2 separate regions of the Anas platyrhynchos genome follow, and region 2 is linked to region 1. Evidence: chromatin contacts called from public Hi-C data. All regions are on one chromosome and are shown on one strand. The core of a region is the stretch at or near the end of the contact, and the rest is flanking DNA. Distances in the headings are between cores, read along the strand shown.

What was found. A called contact is a pair of places that touch in the nucleus more often than the background predicts.
Region 2: a contact with region 1 is called in a Hi-C map of liver, with 2.7 times the contacts expected there. The contact joins two enhancer-like sites. A contact is called at or near these places in 2 of 8 Hi-C or Micro-C datasets (liver and subcutaneous adipose tissue).

What each region holds. Positions count from the first base shown.
Region 1 is chr21:3,978,546-3,981,685 of IASCAAS_PekinDuck_T2T, forward strand. The region is part of intron 2 of NCOA3 (nuclear receptor coactivator 3); the gene reads right to left. Among named protein-coding and RNA genes, the nearest start is that of NCOA3, 59 kb to the right of the region's middle. Within about 2 kb of position 1,491, at least 1 of the 8 cell types and tissues checked has an H3K27ac peak or open chromatin away from gene starts, as enhancers often do.
Region 2 is chr21:4,138,247-4,141,391 of IASCAAS_PekinDuck_T2T, forward strand. No RefSeq gene overlaps it. Among named protein-coding and RNA genes, the nearest start is that of ZMYND8, 67 kb to the left of the region's middle. Within about 2 kb of position 1,720, at least 1 of the 8 cell types and tissues checked has an H3K27ac peak or open chromatin away from gene starts, as enhancers often do.

The DNA of each region.
Region 1 (3,140 bases), core at 241-2,740:
CTCAAAATAAAAGTATAAAATGTAGAGAACTTATCCAGAAAACTTATTTTTATCTATAGAACTGAGTCTTCATTTATTTATTTATAACTGAAAATCCATCTACCATTTTACTGTTAAAAATATACATCTGGTTACAATTTTTTTAAATCTATTTCACCAAAATATAGGTTTACAAAACTTTGCATCAATGTCAGCAAGACTAAATGTAAAAAAAATGCATTTAATTTCACAGTATAAATTAGTATGAGTAATCTGTATTCTATATATGCTGAAATAATTTTTCCCATTTTCAGAGATGTTTAAAGCTTTGCACCATAGAACAGGAATGACTGTATAGCTCCAATTTGTCTGAAAACAGTAAGATTCTCAGTGTTTTAATATACGCTAGAAAACTTGATAAGAAATTGGTTTCTTTACAAATAAAACAATAAAGGAACTAAAATGGAATATAGCCTTGAAAAGACATCTAGTAAACAAAGTGCTTCCAGGACAAGCCATCTAAAGAAAAAAGAGAGGTGTTTGCATTGCTTCTGATGTACTAATTTGGTTTTTGCTTACCAGCTTTTTGTGGCAAAAAATACTACAACTTAAGAGGAGCAAACTGAAAGGGAAAGACCCACAAGACCATACTTTTGTGAAGCAGCAGAGGGGTTGCTTGCAGCAGTTGATACTGTTCCCATTTTATGTCAGCTACAGACAGAGAATTGGGGACATTCTTCCTACAGCAATACTGACCTTTGAAGACTTGAAAGGTTTGCTGACTGCACTGAGGAGGATACACTGAATTGCTCTTGCAGATTTGCACAGTTCAGAAGTAGACTGGCATACATTTAAAGCACTCTTAGCAGCTAAGCAAATGTTTAACATAAAGTCATATTGATAACCAAGTCTCATTCCAAGTGATATGCACTAGGACAGGAAGGGTAACATACTTTGTAAATCACAGGAAAATTAAAAATAACTGTAAAGTATAATCTTGCATTTGAAACAAACTATTACAGAAGATGCCTAACTCCACAACTATAGCAAGGACTGCACAGATATGAAGTTGGTGTAACAGCTAACTCCTTGATACAAAACCAGGATGGATAAGACAGGGTAGATCAAAAGGCAAGCCTGAGGACTGTTATTCAATCAGGTATTTCTCCAGGGTAAAAATTCCTAAACGCAGGGAAAATAGCAGCCCACCTTGCTTAAAGTACACAATTACACCGCTAGATGACAGTATATTGCTAAACAGCAGCATGAATGGTATTTTCTTCAATTAAGCAGCTGAATGAAAAGCTGCTCAGCTGAACAAGTAGTTTCAAAACCAAATTATATAAACAAGCTACGATAACGCAAAAAGCGGCCGATTCTCCAAAGTGGAGGCTCAGGACAGAACAGACTCACAGGGTCTTATGCCCGTGGAGCTCATGCTCAGGCTGTGGGTGACACACGCACCCGAGGATCAGGATTGGTGCTTCTCCCCTCCCGCAGCTGCATTCCCAAGCAAAGTGCGATGCTGCAGCACGAAGAGCTATTGCAGCGAGAGAGAGGATGAGCCAAGCTATAATAAGATTCAAGGATGGCTCAGGAAGGGTGTGGGCACAGCAAGTATGTCTGAAGCTAAGAGCAAATGATTCTATTTAAGAGGAAGAAAGATTGAAACTGTATTAAATAGTGGAAAAACCAAGCTTGGATAGCTTGATTTTTGGCATTTCAATGGAATGTAATTTGGGTTGCATTAAGTGATTTAGAATGGAAATGCCATTTCTGGTTTGGCATCTACCTGTATTGACAGGTATCGAATTCAGCATAGGATTAAATAGAAAACAAAGTTACTATGTTTTGTCTCAGAAATATGATACACATCACAGCACTTGTATTCAAGAAAAACGTTAAGTGCCTACAAATAGAAGCTTGAAGAAGGAAGAAAAAACTTGGTAAGTGGTGTAGCTCGTTTCCCTACTGTTATACCCAAGTAGCTTGCATTACTTCTTCCATCCTGGAGCTGCAGAGTGCCCTGCCCATGCCTTTTCTTTCCCCTAAGAATACCTTTCCAGAGGTATTCCTGAGAAGGTACATAACATCTACAACAACTGCTTAGCTAAGGAAAATCTAGCAGCTGCTTTCCAATATGCGTGGATTTACAGTACAAATGGTTAATAGTCAAACTAATCTTCCTGCTACAGGACATCTTAGCAAAAGAAGCCATTATTGAGTGAGTTAATAATGAAACAAATCACCAGTTAAAAGATATCAGATATTACCTTTATCTATTGAATAAAAACCTGTAATTTCTAATGGGCTAAAGAGATTTTTGAAAAATAAATCTATTTGAGGGACAGAGGGATTCATTATTTTTTTTATGCTACCCATTATGTTTAGAAGACCACTCTGAAACAGTTTTCAAAAGTTAATGCATTTTTACCACTGAAATAAAAGAAGTTTAATATAACCACCTTCGTAAACCTATTTTCTGAGCTAAGTTAAAAGCACAATTTCTGGCTCTTGCATCTGTAATGCTAGCTATAAAAATGGTGCTAGAAAGACTCTACTGCTTATATTGCACAATCTGACTTAAGGAAAGCTTTATTTATTTATTTATTTTTAGAAAAGTATTGCACAATGAAATTCTTATTTGCTTAATGAAAAGATATTTATAAGTTAGCTTAATCTGACACAATAAATAGCTCGGTTACTATGTAAACCAAGGAAAGTGTAAGAAACTTTAGATAAGTATAAGTTACCTAAAGCACAGGAATTATAATCTTTCATTATATATTATTATTCTTACTCAGAACAACTGAAAGATAGGCATGACAATAATGACTTTCATAAAAAATCTGACAACTGGTTTGCTAACTTTTAAGTTTATACTTAAAGCAAATTTGAGAAAAGATGTTATAAGAGATGGTTTAATGTCTTCAAAGAAAAAGACATTAATTCCTTCAGCTGCAGCAGTAATGAACCACTATATACTAATGTTCCTATATCCACCTGTGGATTGGAACCAGAGGCAGCAACATTTGGAGAAAATGTTTCAAACTTCCATGACTATTTAAAAATATTAAATCCTAGAATTGTTTTTGCAATACCCCTAGATTTACCTTTTCCCATATAATCTTATATTTTCCATGTTTTTTCTCACTCATCAA
Region 2 (3,145 bases), core at 470-2,969, 160 kb after region 1:
CAGGACACAAAGGATTGATCGCACAGCTTGTCAGGTATGCTTGTGAGTTGAGGTGGGGACTTCCATGACAAGTCCTGCTGTAGTCCTCTGCCAGGGCATGAAGTAGGGCAAGACTGCTATGTGCCTCTGTTAAAAGAACCAGAGGGAGCTGAAATAGCTCATTGTAAAATCTTACTATGACTATTCTTTTAAAGTTCCTACTCCTGTAGGTATTTTGTTACATGCATTTATAAAATCAAACAATGTTCCCAGTGCTCCTGTTTAAAGAAAAGCACAAATCTTGCAAGCTTGAAATGATGTTTTGGCCTGCCCCATGTAGTTTGAATGTTGGATTAATAATGTTGGGATCTCTGAAGCCTCTATTTCAGTGATCATTGTTGTTATTTATTTTTATTTTAATGGGCATTTCTTTTTTCTTTCCTCATATGGGATAATAGGTGACCAAATCCCAGTGAGGACTTGTTATCAGGCCAGGGTATCAAGGTATCATCTTAGATGTTCTGGTGACTGGTGTCCTCCCCTCATTTTAGCTGGTTATGGTATGAAGTTCATCAGTTTTCTGATGATTTTATCTAACGTGAGGGAAGAACACATCTCTGGCTTGGACATACCAGAGGAGATGACACTGATGTGATACGAGTTTAAAAGATTGGCTGTAACTTTATTTAATACAAATTCAAATGTCATGACTGGGCTTAAGCTGCATTTATCACTTGTGTATGGAGTACCTCCTACCCCTAAGGAGTGTGTCTCTTACGTAGGAGCCAAGCTTGGGAAAGATCGGTGGGCTGGGTCTGCAACTTCAACTTTTCTGACTGTTTATCTGTTGCAGAACCTGATTCAGTCCTGGCTTGAAGACAGCCAGACTCCTTAGTTTGGAATCTGGAGGGGCTGCCCTTGGGTCCTCTGTCTGCAGAGGGCAATGCCAGTGATTAGGTGTTGAGTTGCTGGGGGCAAGGGATAGTATAAATAATGGGAAGCCTTTTTGGCCATATATCATTTTGGGACAACTTGTCTTCACTGTTCAGCTACAGGCAATGGATATGCCTCAGGTTTTCCATCTTGTGTTAATAGCCTACTAGGAGATATGGGCATATTACTACTGATTCCTTAAGTTTTGGGGAGAAAATAAGTTTTGGGGAGAAAATTAACTTTTCTTAGTTTGAACTTAGAAATCTCTATACTCTTCTTGCATTATCTCTTGGGCCTTCAGGAGGAAGAGATGGACACTGGAGTTCCTTAACTGGGCCAGTCATCTCTGAAGCTTTACCAAGAGATGATGATGTGTTCCTAGCTTTACCACACCTTCAGGAGCCCTGCACTGGTCAGAACGTGCTAATACAGCATTCAGGCTGCTCTGAGGTTTTGCTTTAGTCCCCCAGGTGGTATGATGTGGATGGAGTTTACTATAGCAAAGTTTCCTAACAGAAACCTGATGTTAGTATATGGGTGTGACGAGCAGACAGATGAAGTTGAATCAATGCCATGCAGCTGTAACTGCCGTGGTGGCAACAGCCTGGCTCTGGCAGCTCTGGCTGGAGAAGAGGGAGCTTTGTGGGCTGGCTAAGAATGCAGGGTTTAAGAATTTGCCATCAGTTGTGCTGTCACCTTCCTGTGCTGGTGCTTGGTGAATTAGGTTTTCAGTGCTTAAATCATGGAAAAGTGGTTATAGAGCAGAGGAACATGGAGCAAACAACAGCAACACAGCTCTTCTAGAGCCAAAGGCTCCAAGTTTCTCATCCTCTACAGTAGTGATGTGTCAGTTCAGAAGGGGTGCTATAGGCTCCACTAGTCATGCTCAGTCTAAGCTTATCTATAACCAACTGAAATTCTTTACAGAGAGGTGGATCCACGCCACCAAAGTCCCTCTGAATAACCCTTTCTTTGTGTGAATTACAGAGGATAGTTTTTAAAAACAATTGTACAGTTGCAGCTTAATTGAAGGCATTTAAAAACCTCGCTAAGCCAAGATTCTGTTAAGCAGCTTAACATTTTGTCTAGAGGAAGCTTATAGCAGAGCCTAGCTGCCATCATGTGGAAAAACGCGAGAACTGCAAGGAAAAAATACAGGAAATTAGCAAAGTAATGACATGTGCTTCCATCCCCAATAACAAGGTACATTTTTGCAACAACTTCCATTACAGTTTTTTGGTTGTTTGACAAAATGCTATTTTGTTATTGCATCTGAATTATTCAAAGCTTGGCAAGGTCCAAGTGTGATTTTTGGCAGAGCTGTTTTTAGAAATCGTTCAAATCCAAGTTCTGTTTCAACTAAATAACTGAAAGTTTTAAGACAAAGAGACCTAAGAAGATAGCATCCTTTCCTGCCTGCCATCTCAGTGTTATTTTTGGTTGGTAAGAGCTATTTGCTTTGTGTTACACTCCACAAAACGAATGACTTGCTAGAAGTAGCAGTTGAGAGCAGATAGGTGGGAAGACCCTAAGGATAAAGTTGGGGAGGGGGGAAGGGAAGGAAATATTTTGTTTCAGTCCTGCACCTGAAGAGGATGGAGGGGAAAGGTATGTGGTATGGATCATTCCCTACAAAACACATAAAGCTTTTGCAAAAGGAGTACATTAGGTGAGCGCAGTTTGGCAAATCATTCTCTATAGGCTCCAAGAATGAATGAGCACTGCTCATCAGAGAGCTAGGAAATGTACCTGAGCTTCAAGCCAGGCAAAAGCACAGGCAGAACTGAAATTTGACATGATGAGCAAAAGGTGCTCTTAGAAAATGGAGCAAATCTGTTAAATTCCTCTCTGGGGCAGCACTTGCAGGGACTACAGGTGAAGGGAAAAGCAACTATGCCCAGAAAGCCTGTTTCCCTTCACTGTCTGCTGGGAGAATTCCTTGATATTCGATTCCCAATGACAGCATAGGTCATGAATCTGTCTTCATCTGATCTTTGTCGTGATTGCAAGTTTTCCATTGTGTGTGTTGCTTTTTGTGTTACTTCTCATTTTAAGTATTCTGTATATTTGCTGTTTTCAGGACAAAAGGACTTCACAACTCAATTTGCTGTGGCCTTTTGCTCATTTTTCAACAATATAAGTAACTGAAACTTGGGAAAATAATCTCCAGGTTTCATTCTACTTTTAGTTTTATATATTGAAATATGCATGTTAAAATTAAACTGTTACCTTC